Linked DNA regions of Oryza sativa: region 2 is linked to region 1. A link is a contact called in public HiCAR-type data. All regions are on one chromosome and are shown on one strand. Each heading gives the region's core, a stretch centred on a gene start, on an enhancer-like site or on the middle of the called end of the contact. The rest is flanking DNA. Distances are from core to core; before and after follow the strand shown.

The links. HiCAR-type assays count read pairs that join an accessible place to other places.
Region 2: a HiCAR-type map of leaf shows a contact between it and region 1, with 2.1 times the contacts expected there. The contact joins the promoter of LOC4347258 here to the promoter of LOC4347251 in region 1. A contact is called at or near these places in 2 of 4 datasets of contacts at active chromatin or transcription factors (leaf and seedling).

The regions. Positions count from the first base shown.
Region 1 is chr9:21,489,872-21,495,160 of ASM3414082v1, forward strand. LOC4347251 (heat stress transcription factor B-4c-like) reads right to left here and starts at 1,981. Exons shown (of 2, transcript NM_001422783.1): 1 at 1,618-1,981; 2 at 211-1,529. The coding sequence starts at 1,869. The coding sequence ends at 597.
Region 2 is chr9:21,586,861-21,592,149 of ASM3414082v1, forward strand. LOC4347258 reads right to left here and starts at 2,988. Exons shown (of 1, transcript XM_015756372.3): 1 at 1,412-2,988. The coding sequence starts at 2,838. The coding sequence ends at 1,648.

The sequences.
Region 1 (5,289 bases), core at 731-3,230:
AACAAAGACTGTGCCGGCCTCGCTGTCCGCTGGTTCGCTCCATCCCGGCCGATCTCTTCCCTTGCATGTGAGCAAAAGGACCTGCATAGCTGTAACTGCCTTTCACATCTTTGACCCTGAGAGATCACGCACGAGAGGTGGCAACAAGCAGCAGGAGTAGTACTACTACTACAAAAGAAGAACGGGGAAAGAGATCACACGCGAGCGAAAGGCTTCCCTTTCCGGACTTGTCGTCCAAAAGATCGTTGGATTCTTGAAGCATTATCACGGTCCAGGGGTCAGCCTCTCGGCTGCTGCTACGCACCGTACTATACTCCAGTACCGAGTATGTACGTTATGTGGTGGTAGTGGCGACGCTGCGTTACATCTGTACAGAAAACCTGATTTGCTTGTTCGATTAGTTGGGCACACGGTGGCTTGCACCAAGGTTTAACCCACTTGGGCTTTTGCACCGCTGCGGAATTAGAACCCTAACCTTGACCGCGAGAACAGAAGAGGTGAGCTAACTAGGAAGCTAAACGCGTCGGATTAGAACAGCAAAATGGTCGTCGTCGTTGCATGGAGTCGCGTTGGCGTTTGCATGCGTGCTGACTTGACTAGCTGGTGCTTGTTGGAGAAGAGGCGGCTGACAGCTGCTGCTGCGACGACGACGACGGCGCGACGGTCAGGCTTAGGTCGTCGCACTCCAGCACGAGGCGAGGCTTCGTGGCCGGCGACGTGGGCGGGTGCTCCTCCGGCGAAGACGCTCTCTTGCTGCCGGCGCCGCACGGGGCGGCGCTTAGGTGCACGCCGAAGAGCTTGGTCGGCGCCGATGACCGAGCGGCGCTGCTGTTGCCTGCCTCCCCGCCGCTCTTCTCGCCGGCTAGATGCTGCTGCTGCGGCGGAGGGGAAGGCTCCTCGGCGATGGTGAGCGAGCTGCTCGACGTTGTGCTCCCGCCTGAGTTGTTGAGCACGTTGGCGGCGGCGGGCTTCTTGCGCGCCTGCATGCCGAGGCCCTGCAGGAACGCGGCCGCCGCCGGGCTCGGCGCCACGGGACGAACGTGGTTCTGCACGAAGTAGATGATGTCGTTGTACAGCTTGCGCATGTGCGCAAGCTCCTGCAGCAGCGCCGTGTTGCTCCGCCGCAGGCGCTCGTTCTCCTCCATCAGCACCGCGGCGGTGGCGGCGCGCCCGGCGCCGCCGGCCTCCGCCGACGACGGCGACGGCGCGGGCCCGCCTAGCGCGAGCAGGCGCGTCGCGACCGGCAAGTTCGGCTCCCGCCAATGCGGCTGCGGGAACGGCATGCCGATGCCATGCGCCGCCACAACCCCGTCGTCGCCGACGAACGCGTGGTGGTGCTGAGCCGCCGCGACGCCGGGGTGGTGGAACAGAGGGAAGTGCGGCGGCGCGAAGAACGGCGGCGGAGACGGCGACGCCGTCGATGCGGACGACGTCTTCCTGCGGTGGATCTCGGTGAGCAGCTGCTTCTCCCCCTTCCTGAAGAACTCGTTCGCGAACTCCCACCTCTCCGGCACGACCTTCCTGAACCCCTGCATTGCAACGACGTCGTTACTTACACGCATCAAAACGCACGAGAGAACAGAACTACAGAAGGTGGCGGCATGGCGCTTTGCTTACGTAGGTGTTGAGCTGGCGGACGAACGACGAGAAGTTGTTGTGCTTGAAGTAGTTGGGGAGGATGTCGCGCGCGAACTCCGGCGGCCGCCACACGACGAAGGTGGACACCCGGTCGTCCCCCCACGAGACGATGTGGTCAGTGGCCGGGTCATCCACCAGCTGATACGTCTTGGTCAAGAACGGCGCCGGCACCGCCTTCTGCGCCGCCGCCGCCGCCGCCTCGCAGTCCGACCAGCTCCCGCACCGCTCCATCTACCAAGAAGATCTACGAGCTCGCTACCACTACACTACTCCACAACAGTATCAACCGGAGAGACGAGGAGTCGGCCAAGCCGCCAAGGTTTCTCGGGGTTTACGAGTGGCCGGGGTGGAGTGAGTGAGAGTGACTCCTATTTTAACCGAGAGGAGAGCGTGGCCGGGTGGGTGGTGAATACGGTGGAATCGGGGGCGTGGTGTGTGGGGTGTGGCCTTGTGGGATGGATGTGCCCGCCTCGGGGAGCGTGTGGGCGGTGGGGGTGGTGGGAGGGAATATGTGTCGCTCTGTCTGTCTGGGTGTTTTGGAGAGAGGGATTGGAAGTTTTGAGATTCAACTTTCAAGGTAGACCCGTGACGCTTGCGCCAGCATGCAGCGTCGCCTCCGCAAACAAAAAACCATCCGATTCATCCAGTGATCCACCAGCCCAGCAGCACCCGCTCTTCTCTCCTCTCCTCTACCTGCACTGTCCGGTTGTTTTCTGGACTTTCTCGGCGATCTTTTGCGGCCTCTTTTAACCTTTTCTTCGCCACTTTCTCCTCTTTTCACCCGGAACGTTTTTACGGACTCGTAGTAACAGCGTGAGAAACGGTGAAGTGAAGGGGATCGATCTTTACCGGTCCACGCCCCGGCTCCTCGTGCAATTCAGGAAAGGTCCCTGCCGGACAAGCCCTGCTACAGTTTTGGAAGCATCTCAAATCCGATTTCTTTTTTCCGTTACAGAGAAACGAGAGGGAAGCCGTGCCAGCCATCCCTATTGGCCGGTCAATGCATCTTACACTGTTCTGCAGTTCAAAAAGAATAATACGGAGATACTACACCGTGACTAGAATTAGATCAAGTTTAAGTTTAATAGTATAGCCAGCTACTAACTTCAATTCATTTATAACTAATTTAATAGCCAATTCATATAATAGTTGCTTACTATACTATTAATATGTGGTCCCACCTATCATACACACATTGCGTCTTGGAGTTTGTGCTGCAGGTGGCTATAGATCTGTAGCCCGTTGCTCTTCTCTCTTATCGTTTATATTATTAAAATATGTTTATAGCTGACTAATAGTCTACTATTGTACCTGCTCTTATTCTGTGACGCGTGACCTCAACTTGCATTGAGATGATAGAAATCATCGTTCGAGAGGAGATATTTGGAGCGGTTAATCAAGATCACTCATCGTGAGGTATGAAAGGCACATCGAGAGTGAATTTTAAACTCTCGAGGGGATGTCCTATAGCCGACGCTTTTAACCGAAGAAAGAGACAATCTTTCAACAGACAAAAATAATATAATGTTGATTACTAGGAGTAAAGATGAAAAAAATATGCAATATGCATGCTTTACTGCTATATCTTTACTAGGAGTGTAAGGGCATGTTTAATTTGATGCCAAAAAAAACTTATCAAATTTTGGCAACTTGCCAAAATTTTGGTAGGATTTCTTATATAGTTACCAAAATTTGGCAGCAAACTAAATGTAGCCACTTTTTTTGGCAACTTTACCAAAATTTGGTAAGGTTGAAAATGGCATCAAAGTGAACAGGCCCTAAGTTTTCATCCATCAATAAAGCACCAGTTAATTAATTTAGATTATTACAAAGATTATTAATTTAGTTATAAGGATAAATTAAATATGTTAATAAATAAATTTAACAAATGATTTAAAACAATTGGTCTTAGCAAAGCAGTAGCAAAAGAAAGAATTTTGAGAAAACATTTTTTTTTTCAAACCATGGAATAAATAATATTTATTCATTCTCAACTTATTCACTGGTTTACTGAAACGATTTTTTTTTAAATCTAGATAATAACACCCTCAACTCAATAGCGAGTTTGTACATGTTTTCTCATTTGAAAAAAGTAGTAATAGTACTTCCTAAGCCAATTATCAAAAATAATTTGGACATTATAGGATGGAGGGATATTAAAAACAAGAAACACATATCCAGGTAAAATGAGTAAAGTAGCGCACAATAAAAAAACATACTACTATTGAATTCTCTCGTGTGCTACTTTAGTCAGTCGTCTAAATTTTTATAATGTTATCTATTCATAGGCAACATATTACGTACTTGCCAAACACAGAAATGATAGCCACATGCACAATACGTCTACCCACACTACTATAAACTCAATCACCGGAAGTCCTTTTCGCTGTTGTTGTTGCTGAGCCCTTTTCACAGCTCCTCTGGTTGCTACCGCCCCTCTCCCTTCACTGTCATAGATGAGCTCGGAGCTCACCTTGGGTGGGGTAAGGAAGGAAGGGAGGGAGGGAGGGCAGAGGCAGGTAATACCGTCGGTCCATGACCCTCCACGACGATGGGTGGTAGCCTTCACGAAGGGATTGAGGAGGGAGAGAGAGAGGATCTAGGAGGGACTTAGTGGCCGCCAAATGGGGAAGGTTTTTTTGGGCGATTGAATTTTCACGGGCGGCGCACTTTAGCTAATTTTTACAGGCAAACCATTTTTACGGGATAATTTTAATTTTTAATTGACCTGCTTAAAAAATTAAAACCACAGTGCTTGAAAGAAATCGTTTGTAGTGGGGTGCCAACAGCCTCACTCAAGAATGGCCACCTGAAATGAGAGGTGGCTCCCCACAATAGCCATGCGTTATTCCTATCCATTGACGAAAATACAACGTTTCGCGTCGCATACCGTAAGAACGAGCTGATCTAAGCTAGAGACATAGATATACTCCATCTCACTAGCGCTGGTTTCTTTTTGTTTAGCAACAAACATCGTATAATGATCGAGCCCAAGACAAAACCAGATGTCTTCTACGATCCCGTTTCTACACATATGTATAGCGTGCCTCCGGTGCATATATATCGATCGATCCATCATCCTGGATGCATCTTATTGGTCACAGCTAGCTGTCGCGCCCAGGGCTCGGTGAGCCTCGAGTGTACGCATGACGCATCTCGCGCATGCATCACCCGATCTCTCGCCGCGCGCGTATGGGATTCATTAACGCGAAACGGCACGGGCAAGTGCAACGCCAGCGTGCGCAGGCTGCAGCCAAGGCAAAGCCCGCGGCACTAAGACGCACCTGGCGCACGCCATAAATACGTGTTTCCGTTTGTGGGGGTCTGGGCACGCTCCTTTCAGTTTCAGCCGTGACGAACCGCGCGAGCGCACCGGCCGGCCGGCCTGCGCTCTCGCACGCGACTGGATATGTGGGTGTATATCGCACACTACTACGATCTTAGGCATGCGCGGGTGGCAGCAGAACGCAGCTAGCTGGCCGTGGGCCGTGGGCGCGCGAGCGTTTATGGTCGGCCCCTGCCGTGTTCTCGTGCCGGGATTCAGCAGGGGCGCGGGCGCCGCAGCGGGTGTCTTTTTCGTTGTTCGCTCTGCTGGCTTTGGCCACGTAGCGCGCCGGGCGTAATCCGCAGGCGATATATGGACGCCTCACG
Region 2 (5,289 bases), core at 1,738-4,237, 98 kb after region 1:
CGCAGATCTCACCAGTTTCTGGGCTGCGCGAGCATTTGAGTATACTATAATTAAGGAGACAAGGAACCAACGGACCATCTGTTTCATGAACGTGTGTTGATTACGGTTGCCAGCTAGGAGTAGCAGCAGCAGCAGCAGCAAACAGGAGTGTAAGATCTGAGATGCAACCACGAAAGTGAAAGACCTTGACAGGACGACAACGACGTCTAAAAATGTTTCGCCACATTAGACCCTGCAACAACGGTAAACTCGCATGATTATCTTTTTTGTGGGGTGTGATGTACTGGTTCTGAGTGAATTCTACTGGAGGCGGCTGTGTGTCCGCAGCTGGTGTCAAAGTCCTGTACATATTTCATGGCTTTCTAGAGAGAGTTAGTTCATCATCACACAGGACGTCAGTCGTCAGGACCACATCGACGTGCATGTCGGGCAGGCGCACGGGAATGGCCGAGCGCCAACCGCGACGCAAGCCATGCCCGCTTTTACCTCCCGGCGCGCGGTGACCACGCCGGCGCATTGATGGGTGGATGGATCCCAAAGCTAGCTGCCGGTCACAAGCAAAGCGGCAAGAGGGCGCGCGAGGCGCCAGCCTAGCTTGCTCGCGTACGACGCCGACGCCTCTCCACAGGGTAAAGTGAAGTCACAGCAGCAGCACAGGCTCCCCGCCACCGCTAGCGCGCGCGTGAGCTGCTTCAACTTGCACCGGTGGTGGACCGTGGATCAGGCAGCGGACAAAGCCTCTCTTTTTGGCGAGCACGTACACCGTGGCGCAAGGAAAGGAAAGGAAAGGGACACCATCCCTCACACACAACCGAGGGCGTGCGTGCGATGCTTGCATGGCCATGGGGCCAACTGCCCCTAGCCAATGTTCGTTTCCCTTCTGCTTAAGAAAAGTTGGTGTGTGTTATAGTACAGCCTAAATTAAGAGCCACGAAGATTAATTAGTTCGCAAAGCCATGGGGGGCAACTTAAGGAAAGGGATAGCAGAGAATGTTAGGAGTAGTATCGATTCATTGATTGAGAGGCGATTGCCGATTGGGATATGCTCAGTACTCAAGGAAAACATGCTGCAGTATGAAACGTGGCTCAAACTCCTCCCCGTTTGGTCAACTAAATCCAAGGGATTAAACCGCAGTGGTCACTAACGTTCTGAACTCTGAAGCATAAGAATCTTCTAACATCGCCGTTTGGATTTGAGGAAGGTTCGCCAATTGCAGGATCCGGCAATTCTTTTCGACATACTGTCTCGCAAGAGTAGCAGCATGCCAGCATACATGCATCAGCACCCACCCACCGAGACCGCTAAAGATTGGACAACACTAACGGTATCCAAGTAACCAACACATGCACACCCAAAAGAGAGAGATATCCATGGAGAAAAGTGAGAGGAGAAGGTGTGTTCAACTAAGTGTTAATTTAATCCGGCAATATGCAGTTTTCATTTCTGGGAGACCGTGTCTTACAATTAACGGTTCATTGTGCACATGAACACATCTTAATTTACTTGTGTATTCATGCACACGAACATGGGCTAGTTTACTTTTCACTTGACATAAGTGTTGTTTAATTCCTCCTATGCGGGGAAAAAAACGCAGAGACGAGGAAGAAACGGCAGGGCCCCACATGTTCGGCCGGTGCCCGGTGAGGTCACGGCCTCGCCACCGCTTGCGCGAGGCGCTGGACCTTGGCGGCGATCTCCGGCGGTATCTGCACGGCTGGCCGCGGCTGCTCCTTTCGCCGACGGAGGTCAAGCCCGAACGCATCCGAGACGTCCTCGGAGGTCCACCCTGCTCGCCGGAGTGAGTCCGAGCACCGGTCCGTTTTTAGGAACAGCGCGTCGAGCACCGCGTCGGCGTCGGCTGGGGGTGCCTCCTCGCCGTCGAACAGTCCGGAGGCGGTGACCTCGACCATCTCGTCGACCTCTCTGTCCCTCCAGCCACCTTTCTTGAGCACCGATCCGAGCTTGTCGAGGTAGTTGTCGACCCAGAGCGGGGTCGACCTCGGAGGTGGCGAAGGGCAGCCTGAGGAGGACGACGATGAGGAGGCGGTGGAGGCTTCCGAGGATGATGAGACGCGGCGGCGTCGGTCGGAGGCCGCGTCGCTCCAGAACTCGATCCAGCGCAGCGCCTGGCCGCCGCAGACGGCGTCGAGGCTGCGTCGCGTGTGCGGCGTGCAAATGCCGGAGGAGGGCGTCGCCGACGGGGAGGACACGTCCAGCGGCTGGAACGAGGACTCGCGGGTGAAGAAATGGAGGATGTCGAGGCCGCAGCAGAGCACGCGGTCGTCGGTGATGAAGAACACGGGGTTCCCGGCGAGACAGGGGCGGCAGGGAAGGTAGCACCGGTCGAACAGCGGCACGAGCAGCGGCGCGCGCCTGATGGCGGACCGCGCTAACCGCCGCGCTCGGTCGGGGTCCGACGGCCTCCGCCCCCAGCACCGCGGCCACAGCGCACCCTTCGCGATCTGCAGCGACGCCGCCGCGATGGGCAGGTCGAACGCCGCGCGGAGCCACGCCCGGCCGCGCCAGTCCGGGAACCCAGCCCCCGACGGGAGCCCCATCGCCAGCACGGCGCGGAGGTCAGGCGGGAACGTGAACCCCATCTCCGCCTCCACGCGGGCGAACTCCGCGTCGGAGAGCCCGGGAAGAACGACCACCCCGGTCTTCCGAAGATGCGACAGCACGGCCGCCGCCACGCCGTCAAAAGAGTGCAACCCGTGGCGCGGCGACGCCGACGCCGACGGTGGCCCCGCGGCGGCGCGCGTGGACAGGCGTCGCAGCCCCGCCGCGTGCGCCGCCGGGTGGGCGAGCCCGGCCATCCTGCTGTCCACGTCCACCATTACAGCCGCCTCAACGGCGCTCTTCGTAACCTCCCTCTGCTTGACAACGAGAGCGAGGAGTCGTCTCTGTGAGAGGCGAAGAAAACGGCGGCGTTGCTCGCTGCTCGGAGAGAGAGGGAGAGAGAGACGGGGAGATGGGCGGAGAGGTGGGGCGAGGCGAGCGTTATATAGCAGGAAGCCGTGGCCGCGCGTCGGGCGGAGGGGGATCAGGGGAGGGAGCGAGCGTACGACAAATCTGGGCCCTACGCCCGTGGGCTTTGGCCCCACTGCAGCTCATGCGGGCGCTGGGCCGCCGAAGGCGACGCGAGGCAACCGTGCGGCTCCAGTTTGGCTCGCTCTGCCGCGCTTTTGCCATGTAAAAACGGCCTTTGTTTATTTTCACAGCCGTAATTTTTTATTTTTTTTCTTAAAAAACACGATATAAAAGCTTATAACATAGTGTACTCACCCCTTATAAATACACACACGCACATCGTACCTATATGAATATCTCCAGAAGACTGGGTTACTATATCTTAATTCATTAAGTCTCCACGGACGTCCTTTTATTGATGGGTATATCGTCCATTACTGCAAAAAAAAAAATTAGCCATAAATACAAATACCCGTGTCAAGTTTAAGACTTAAACTTGGATGGGCTGATTCCACTTTAAGAAACCTAATCAATTGAGTCACGTTCAATTTGCACAGCTGGAAATTGTTAGGCATAAATTCTAAACTTCCAGCTGTTTACATGCACAACGAATTCCTCCTTCCATCCGGGTCAATCATCCTGAAAAATCAAAAAATTTTGCTGGCCGATGATTAGAGAACTGTAGACCGAATGACTCTAGGCTACTATGGCTGATGATGGAGTATCATCATTTACATATCGATTGTGACGAGGAGCGGGGGCCAAGGACACCTGTGTTCATAAATCAAAAACCCAGAAACCAGAGTCCTGTACATGTGGATCAGTGGATAGGACTTCATGATCGATGTGCCAAGGTCAGGGCAAGGGGAATGCTTGCTAAGTTGGCAGCAGTGGTGGCATCTTAAAAAAATTCAATCATGCTGCAATGGAAATAGAAAAATCCACCTGCTTGCCATGATTTTGGTCTCCCAGGGACTACGCACCGGTTGATGGGTTCACTAGAGCGGGGTGCATACAACGCTGGCCACCGCATTATTTTTGCAGGTTTGGGATCCCTACCCACTGTACGGTCATGTGTACATTGTACGTACGTACGCCATTGAGAATTTTGAGATTGCTCGCAGTTTCTTGGAAATGTTGACTTGAGATGTTGTCATTTGGGAAGTCCTGATATGCCTAGTGGGTGGGTACAGGCGTACATCCGTACGTTAATTTGGACTTATGGCTTGCTAATTCTCTCCCTGATATCCCTGCGGCCGGTGGTGGAGAAGGGAACCTCGCGCGTCGCTGGTTGAGGAGAGGAGAGGGGGGTGCAGCGGGCATGTGCTGGCCATCCTACCAGGCTTGTTTTACTTTGTTTTGGTCGAATTTAGTTTAATACAGATACGCAAGTTTGAGCTAATGGGTACATATATAATGAAAATAGTTAAGCTATAGCTAAACTTTTTTTTAACCGAGTTCCTTGACACATGTAGCTCCGTTCTTGTTTGTTATTCCCATGATCCCTTCACACGGATTTAGATTAGGAGACATAGTGCGGACTAGACGTCCTTCCTTTGGCAAGCAACTGGTTTGCACTCAGTCAGATCTAGCATCCACGTAACAAGAGGTGGCCAGATCTGACTGTCATGAGCTCAAGAGAAGGATGGGTTGTTCCCCCACAGCGACGAGTCCCCGACGATTGGTAACGTCCTCCCCTTATAAGGTGTCTAGAAGGAGGCTAGATCCGACCTACATGAGCTTGGAGGTGGCCATATTTGGCTGCCACGAGGTCAGGGACCCGCTCGACATTCACGCCGCTCACTCCGCCTGCCTTCCTCAATCTCCACCTCGCCATGGGCCATTGACCGTCGTGTGTCCAGGGACGGCCAGATCCACGAGTTGGGGGAGATGGGGGGGGGGGAGGAGGTTGCGCTTGACGGCGGACTTTACTCATGACAAACAACAATGGTAATGGGTGCCTTCCTTTTGACGTTCTCATTGTGCTCTTGTATTTTTGTTACAAATTTCACTAGAACGGATACCCTCATCTCAATCGGGCGGTAAGCCCCATCTCAATCGAGCATGGCGTCCGTCACAGGTTAGAAGTCACTGATGTGAAGAGCTATCTCAATCGGGCAAACGGCCGTCACGGATGATTCTATCTCAATCGGGCCCTAAGTAAAGCCCGTCATCGATAGCTTTGACCCAGACAACCAGTCAAACTATAGCCCAGATGACCTATCTCAATCGGGCCACAACTAGCGCCCGTCACAGATGACCCTTATCTGTGACGGGCATTAACTATAGCCCGTCACAGATGAGTCATTTGTGACGGG